2 separate regions of the Danio rerio genome follow, and region 1 is linked to region 2. The links are chromatin contacts, called in public Micro-C maps. All regions are on one chromosome and are shown on one strand. The core of a region is the stretch at or near the end of the contact, and the rest is flanking DNA. Distances in the headings are between cores, read along the strand shown.

Region 1 (4,054 bases), core at 1,428-3,927, 34 kb after region 2:
GAGTGCAACCCGACACACATCTGCACACAGCATTATCATTAGTGCTCTGCTTTGCCCAGGATCACTGACAAAATGAACAATACCAACAATCACTCCCTTCAGCTGCAGCCATATGGGCGCCATACTTAGATTGCAGGGGAAGAGGGAAAAAAGACAAGCAATTGTACTGGCATCTGTTTGGCAGTCTTTAGAAGCTGTTGCAAGATGAATCTCCAGCGCGAGGAAAACTTTTCCTTTTTGGATGAGTGGAAGTGTTGCGGGTTGCGCTTCTGTCTGTACCTGGGCTTTAATGTGCACGTGTCCTAATGGGACAGGCAAACGCAGGCCCAGATGGTGAGACGAAGTGTTTCTACCGACTGAGGATGCGCGCTTAGCTAGATTAGCTTTCTATTTCTTCACAGCTTTGACATTTCTCACTTAAATTATTATTAAATTCAGTTCAACAATGTAGTTTGTGTTACTATGTTTTCATTAAATGACATCAAATAAATCGGACTGCATTTCTTTTGCAATGATTTACATTTGTAGATACTATCAAAAATATATTTTTCCATATTTATATTCTCCACACACTCAGCGGCCACAAAAAGTGTTTGGAGTCACACTTGACATCGCAGTAGTTTGCTTTAAAATATCAAGCAGAAATATATCAAAACTCAGCAAACAAGCAAAACATTTAATTTAAGAAAAAAATACTTTAAATTAAGTAAAAAGTTATTAATATATAAGATATGCATAAACTACTTATTAAAATTAATTCTAAATGCACAATAATAAAATAGATATGTACAGTATGAATAGTTTCAGCCGATTATAAAACTATTCTAAAATTATTTTAATAATTATAAATAAATAATAATTTATTATATATTTCCTAGTGATGTCTTGCAGATGGAAGGGCATCCACTACGTAAAACATTTGCTGGAATAGTTAGTGGTTCATTCCGCTGTGGTGACCCCGGATTAATAAAGGGACTAAGTCGAAAATGAATGAATGAATTTGTTCTATAAATTTACATAAATAAACTCATAAGTGCAAATAAATGTACAAACACATAAACAATTCAAACCCAAACCCATACGCTATACATATAGATTCATACAACATTTCTGTCTGGTTGTCAAATCTGATTGGCTGATAGCAGTGCGATATTCTGCAATAACAGCACTGGTACAGCCTCTTCACCCTTCTGCATTACTTTGCCCACATAGAGTGATCACATATTGTGGCTGTCGGACAACATGATGTACTTTTGAGGGGGTTTTTTTAGGTGAGAATGTAGTTGTTTAGATTGCAACTATGCAGTTTATTCATAAGGATAGTGCCTATTTAAAATATTTATAATTTCAGAGATACTCAACATGGTGACAGAGACCGCAAAATAAGCCAAAATAAGCAAAATAAGATGCAATACATATATGAAGAGTTCAGATGCAAAAACCTCTAAATGCCATCTGAAATGTTCTTCTAAAATGAGCATTTTTAACAGGCTCCTATGTGTAGGTTCAGTAATTTTACTTTTATGGCAAAAAATAAGGAGGCTGAGAAAAATTTTCATTTTCGACTGAAATTTCAGATGGCACTTAACCATATATATATATACATATATATCTGTTGTAAATATCCAAATTCTTAAAAACAAGCAAAACATTTTAAATAGATAATACTTAAACGCAAAGTAATATAATAATACTTTCCTTATAAAAATCATTAAGTATTATAAACAAAAAATTATATCCTACATATCCTAATATACAGATATCAATATATAAAACTATAAACTTGTGCTAAATCAATTGATAAATTTTTTATAAGCAACAAGATGCAAATAATTTTCTTTGAAAAATATATAAAAGTATATACAATAAATATTCAATTAATAAAAAACGATACATAAATACATTTATAATTTAAAATCTTTATTTTGATAAATCCATTGTTCATTCAATTATTTTCTTTTCAGCTTAGTCCCTTTACTAATCAGGGGTCGCCACAGCGGAATGAACCGCCAACTCGTCCAGCATATGTTTACCCAGCGTATGCCCTTCCAGCTGAAACCCAACACTGGGAAATAAGTACATTTTTCAAAAAGAAAATACAAGACTTTTACACATTGTAGTGACTTTTTTTTTTTTTTGCGTGTGACATGTGATGACCCACACCTGTGTGAACTGACTTCATACAACCACTAAATCCCTTATTAAACCAGCAGGTAAAGGTTAAAAGAAGCTCAATTATCATTTGTTTGCAGACTAATAACATTTTGAAGGGCCACTCCTGATTCCAAAAGTGTCTCCAAACACACACAGTTTCAGGGGCCAATGAATATCAATCGCCAAACATCTGAATGTCACCTAAAGACTTCACACTCGTCCAGACTTCCAGCTGATCCGGCAGGTTTATGTGTTTGTACAGGCTATACCTCTTTCTTTCTCTCTCTTCCTCTCTCTCTCTTTCTCTCTCTCTCTCTCTCTCTGTGTCGGCCAGTCCGTGTTGTTCTCGCCCTACTACTGCACTACAAGCCTTGCCCAAACAGGGCAATCCCTCCTGGGCAAATATTTAAAGTCAAAACAGCTCTGGCTCCATAAAGCTAGTTGGGTGGTGTGTCTACATCTGTCGGTTGGGGGAGGAGTGTGTGTGTGTGCGTGAGTGTGTGGATGAGCGCAGCAGCTGCCGAAACGAGTCTGGACGCTGCTGACGCCAACACCTGTCCGCTCTGGAGACAAGCTGAAGCAAATGTCCAGCACAGACGCCACTGAGAGCAGAGCATCCGCTGAAACTGCTGCCTTCTCCAGCATGAGCACCAGCACTTCAGCAATACACACTATTTAAAGGGATAGTTCACTCAAAACTCATCATTTACTCACCCTTTACTTGTTCCAAACCGGTTTGACTCTCTTTCTTCTGTTGAACACAAAAGAAGATAAGAAAAGAAGAAAGTTGGAAACCGGTAACCATTGACTTCCAGAGTATTTGTTTTGCCTACTATTGAAGTCGATGGTTACCAGTTTTCAACTTTCTTCAAAATATTTTCTTTTGTGTTCAAAAGAATGAAGAAACTCAAACTGGTATGGAACTAAATAATGGTAGAATTCATATTTTTGGTGTGAACTATCTCTTTAAGATGTATGATTTCCAAAAATATGGAGCGGCTCAGTGGTTTTCAACATGAATCAGCATATTATAAAATATTAAGCAGCACTACTTTTTTTAAAAAAGTTGATAAACATAAATTGATAAAAGATCAATGAATTTACATATTAGGAACATTGTAAGCAGCACAACTGCTTTCAACTTTTATAAAAAAAGGCATGATATTAGCATATTATAAAACTATTGAACTTTTTTCACTCAAAATTGCTAACCAAGCACCGAATCCATGTATTAGAAAAATATAGAGCTTATAGAGAAGTCTTTTTAACTTTTGTAAAAGTAATAAACGACACAGTATGTTACAAGCGGCGGTTCAGTGGCTTGCACTGTCTCCTCAAAGCAAGAAGGTCGTTGGTTCAATAATTGTGTTGATTCAGCTCATTATAATTAAGTAGTTAGAACAAACAGCTAAATATTCTTGTTTACCTCTTATTAGTCGTAGTTAATGTTAACATAATATTATTAGAAAAAAGAATATTAAATTTTATGTTAACGCTTTTTAATAATACACACTATGAATCAATTATTAGGCATTAGTACATAGTTAATTCATTATTTGTTAAGTATTAACTAATAGATGTTAGTAAGCAGTTTACAAATACAGATTACAAATGCTGCATCCTTGACTTATAAGCACATTTATAATGCGTTTAATAATTGTGTTTTCATACTTTATTACTTATTAATTGTTTATTACTAAATTTAGTATTACATTATTTACAAACCATTTTTATTTAAGAGTAGTTTGGGAAGAGGGGGGTTAAGATTATTCAGAATGTGAATGTTATTCAGAATGGTTACTGTCAATAAATGCTTTATTAACTCAACTTCATGCAGTTGTGTGACCTGATTTAAAGTGAAGAGTATTTTTGCTTTATAAATCCTTTATAAACAAGGTTC
Region 2 (4,098 bases), core at 1,246-3,745:
GCCACTAAAAATTATATGATGAACAATTATTAATTGATAAATTTAAGTGACAAATATTTCTGTTACTGTAACAATAAAATAAAATGACTTTTACAAGTCCTCTGTGGTGCCTCAAAACATTGCTCTTAGTTGCACAGACGCGAGGCCTCACATCTTTGACTTCAGTCTGAACAGATGGAGAGAACTCCAGTAAATATCATTTCAAACATCAGCCGTGCTTTGCTGATGGCACAGCCGTATTCAAGGGACTGTCATCTCAAAAAAAGGGAAAAAACAAACATTTGGGATCAAAAAGGCCTGTTGATTATCATACTGGAGCAGAGAGCTAACAGCAGTTATGCTAATAGTTGCAACTATAAGTGAAACACACTTTTCCCCCCTCATAAAAACAGTTTAATATAGGGGTTTGTGTGGTGAAATATATCTTTTGTTCTTAACTGAAACAAGACTAAACAATAAACACACCGACTGTGCACAAAATGAAGTCTTTTGACGATTCAAGCTAACAAACTAACTTGTTTTTATCAACACACAACCTTAGATTTAAATGAAATGCTCAGTTGCGAAAACTTAGCAATTAACGTGATTCATATTTCATTATTTTTTTCATTATGACAGTCGAGGACAACTCTTGGCCAGAACAAGGAGTAGATTGTTGAGTGACGACATGGAAAACACCAAACGCATCACATGCCTGGACTCATTTGCCACATCAGCTTAATGAGGCCATTATTTGCATTAAATTATAATGTTATTATGTCAAGATTCCAGCACCAGTAGGACAGTGGTTTGTTTTGAAATGTATTAGTAACGCCAATTAGTTTACTGGGACGCATGAGTGTGGGAGCGTGGATGATGATGATGACGGGCGGGTGCGGCGAGCAGCCAAATATGCGGAACACGTGACTTTCTGTTCACAAAGGTCCTGAGTGAACTTAGCGCATCTGTGGACCATTGCACATACTTAGCATTGCAAACGCTCACCTGTTGACGCCGCGATCCAACACATACAGTAAATATCATGTAAACACAGGAATCTCCAATGTTGATTTTTTTTTTTTTTTTACTAATCAGTTTGTTCCATTATTTATTTATTTTCATGAGTTATTTTTTGTTCTATATCTATCCTGCTTTTTTTTCTACAAAGGCCTAATTACAATAACACAATCTAATTCATTGCTTAAGAAAGATTATTGTCTTTTTCTTCTATTATTTAATCTTATCTATGCATTTATTTTTCTAGTTATTCATTCTTGTTTATTTATTTCCATTAGTTTATTACTTATGGTGCATTATTTTCTTTTCATGTTCTGCTTTTTAATATTTTTTTTTACATAGGCCTAATACAATACAATCTAACTCATTGCCTAAGGACAAATATTGTGTATTTCTTCCATTACTCATTATTATATTTATGTATTTATTTTTCTAGTTATTACTTTGTGTTTATTTATTTGTTCGTTTCTTTTATTCTTTCTTTCTTTCTTCATTTATTTATTTATCTCATCCATGAGTTCATCGCTTATGGTGCATTATTTTCCTTCTCATTCTATATCTATCTATCTATCTATCTATCTATCTATCTATCTATCTATCTATATATATATATATCCTGCTTTTTAATATTATTTTACATAGGCCTAATACAATAACACAATGTACTTCATTGCTTAAGAAAGACTATTGTCTTTTTCTTCCATCATTCGTAATCTTATCCAGTTATGTTTCTAGTTATTTATTTGTGTTTATTTATTCATTCATTCATTTTCCTTTGGCTTAGTCCTTTTATTAATCATGGGTCACCACAGCGGAATGAACCGCCAACTTATCCAACATATGTTTTACACAACGGATGCCCTTCCAGCTGCAACCCAGTACAGTGGGTTGCAGTGTTTATTTATTTATATATTTATTTGTGTTTGATTTTTTTCATCTGTAGGCCATATACGCATTATAATTTAATCTAGAACAATGTAAAATGAATAAAGATGAACAACTTCAAATTGAGTTGATGTGCTCTCTTATTTTAAAAAGCGTGTAATGCTGTTTGTCTGCGGATGAAATGGCAATAAAATTCGCATTAAATCTCGCAATTAGAGCTAGGAAACCCATTGGCAGTATTTCAGATAATAATCATTATCATTTCCAACAATAATTATTATTCCATATAATAATAATAATTGTTATTATTATTCATCCACTTGAGGACCTATTTTGTACGATAAATATTTGAAGATTATGAACACTAGGGCTTACTTTTGAAACATGTTACTTTTTATTTTATTCAATTGTAAATAATTTCGGCGCTCGGCTAATATCGTCTGTCTGTTTCTCATTTGCAATATTATTTCAAGGGGCCATATCGTTCTCCACTAGCCATGTGACTACCTCTGTGTGTGTGCGTGTGTGTCCGCGGCTCTGGAGGAAGTTGCAGTGCACCTGTTCTCCACCGCTGCTCTGCCCGTGACTACAGTACCCACGTAACATTGCGCAATGTCCCTCGATCCGCGCGCTGCGCCAGTCTGCTCGAGGAACCCGTCCGTTCGCTCGCTCGGCCTTTTTTTCTGCTTTCTCACTGTTGCCTGGTGTCAACCTACGCCGAGAAAGAGACATCCCTCCCTCTTCCCCCCTCAGCGGCAGCTTCCAATTTGCCTTCGCTTTTCTTTTCGCCTCTTCCATTGGCTTGCGCGCTGCCAGTCAAGCGCTTCCTCTTTACCGGAGAGTTGAGTAGCAACAGCTCGGAAACATCTGGCTGCCGCAGCTCTCTCGTCGCTCCGCTCGCCCGCTCCGTCTTTCCTGCCACTGCAGGTTGTTATGGAAAGCAGTTGAAAGTCAATCGAGTTGTTTTTCTCGCTGAGAGGATTAGACGGAGGAAGCAGGAAGACGTTGGACCTGGCTGCCTGTAAGTGCCTGTGATACGAGGTGCTCTTTAAGGAGATGAAAAGGGGGTTGGAGAACGGGCTGGATTGTTATGGGGAAAAGTAGCGATCTTTTTCACGCGACTGTTGTTGGTCTTGACGCGCAGAATGAGTTGCTCGAGCGCGTGGCATCGGGGCCTGCCGCAAAACTGTAACACTGCAGGTTGAAGGCTTACTTTTTATTTGTTAGCCACGCAAGCTAGCTTTTCCTGAACGTACGGGGTCAGGATCCAGAGAAAGACCGTCGGCAGTGCGCTGTGTGTGAGTGTGTTTGTGTAGGAGTAGCCTGCTATAATACCATATCCTACCCAGGTGGACTCGTACTTTGTTTTATTCTAGCGTCTTTTTGTTTGTTGTAATATGTTTTAAGTTTTAGAATGGCTAACTAGGCACCATTCGGTCTTTCTGGAGAACTTCCCAGGTTTGGAAACTATTTTGCTTTGACGTGTCATTGTACAAAACAAGTTTCTTTGCAAAGTTATATCTTTATGTTAACCAATTTCTTTGTAAATCTGTAAAGTGTTGTTTATTATTATAACTAAGCAGTGATGGTGGTTTTCCTGAAATAAAAAAAGCTCCTGTTAATTGTTTAAAATCCCCTGAGAGCAAGTGTAATGCACGTGACAGATGCAGTGAACTCTTCAGTTTTGTATTATTTGTGCATATCAGTGAGTTGTTTGTATTCATGAGTGTGACATCCTTCAGAAGAGACCTTCACATTGTCGTTGCATATCTTTGTTTTGCTGATTTTTGTGGTAAACAGGAAACTGTTGTTTGGCTCGTACCAAAGAAGTTGAACAGAAATGAGCAAGATACTTGGGAAGAAAGGAGTTTTGTAAGTGCTTAAGCGGAATACAGTGGCTTTTGTTTGAACCGTACTTATAAGGCCCGTATGATTGTTCCCATTGTTTCTTATTTCTTTTTTCCCCCTCCTCTGTCAGTTGTCCAAAGGGTTAGTAAAATGAATGACGGTAATGGCGCGGCCAGTGAACCATAAAGAAGTCGAAAACAATATCAGCTGCGTGGATCTGTCAGTTGCAAATGTGCTGTGCTGGCCTTTGTTTATGGTTACTGGAAGGAGAGGGGGGAAGAAAAAAAAACTTGAGGGTATTTAAATTCTCAGTGCAGGAAACTAGGTTAGAAAAAAGTGTCGGCTTTCAGACGGACCCATTTCCAAGTT

What was found. A called contact is a pair of places that touch in the nucleus more often than the background predicts.
Region 1: a Micro-C map of caudal fin shows a contact between it and region 2, with 2.3 times the contacts expected there. The contact joins the enhancer-like site here to the promoter of zbtb18 in region 2. A contact is called at or near these places in 3 of 18 Hi-C or Micro-C datasets (caudal fin and embryo).

The regions. Positions count from the first base shown.
Region 1 is chr13:11,887,979-11,892,032 of GRCz12tu, forward strand. No RefSeq gene overlaps it. Among named protein-coding and RNA genes, the nearest start is that of zbtb18, 33 kb to the left of the region's middle. Within about 2 kb of position 2,678, at least 22 of the 62 cell types and tissues checked have an H3K27ac peak or open chromatin away from gene starts, as enhancers often do. A contact at or near this core is called in caudal fin, where this site is marked.
Region 2 is chr13:11,854,087-11,858,184 of GRCz12tu, forward strand. It overlaps zbtb18 (zinc finger and BTB domain containing 18), which reads left to right and starts at 2,496. Exons shown (of 2, transcript NM_001082952.2): 1 at 2,496-2,902.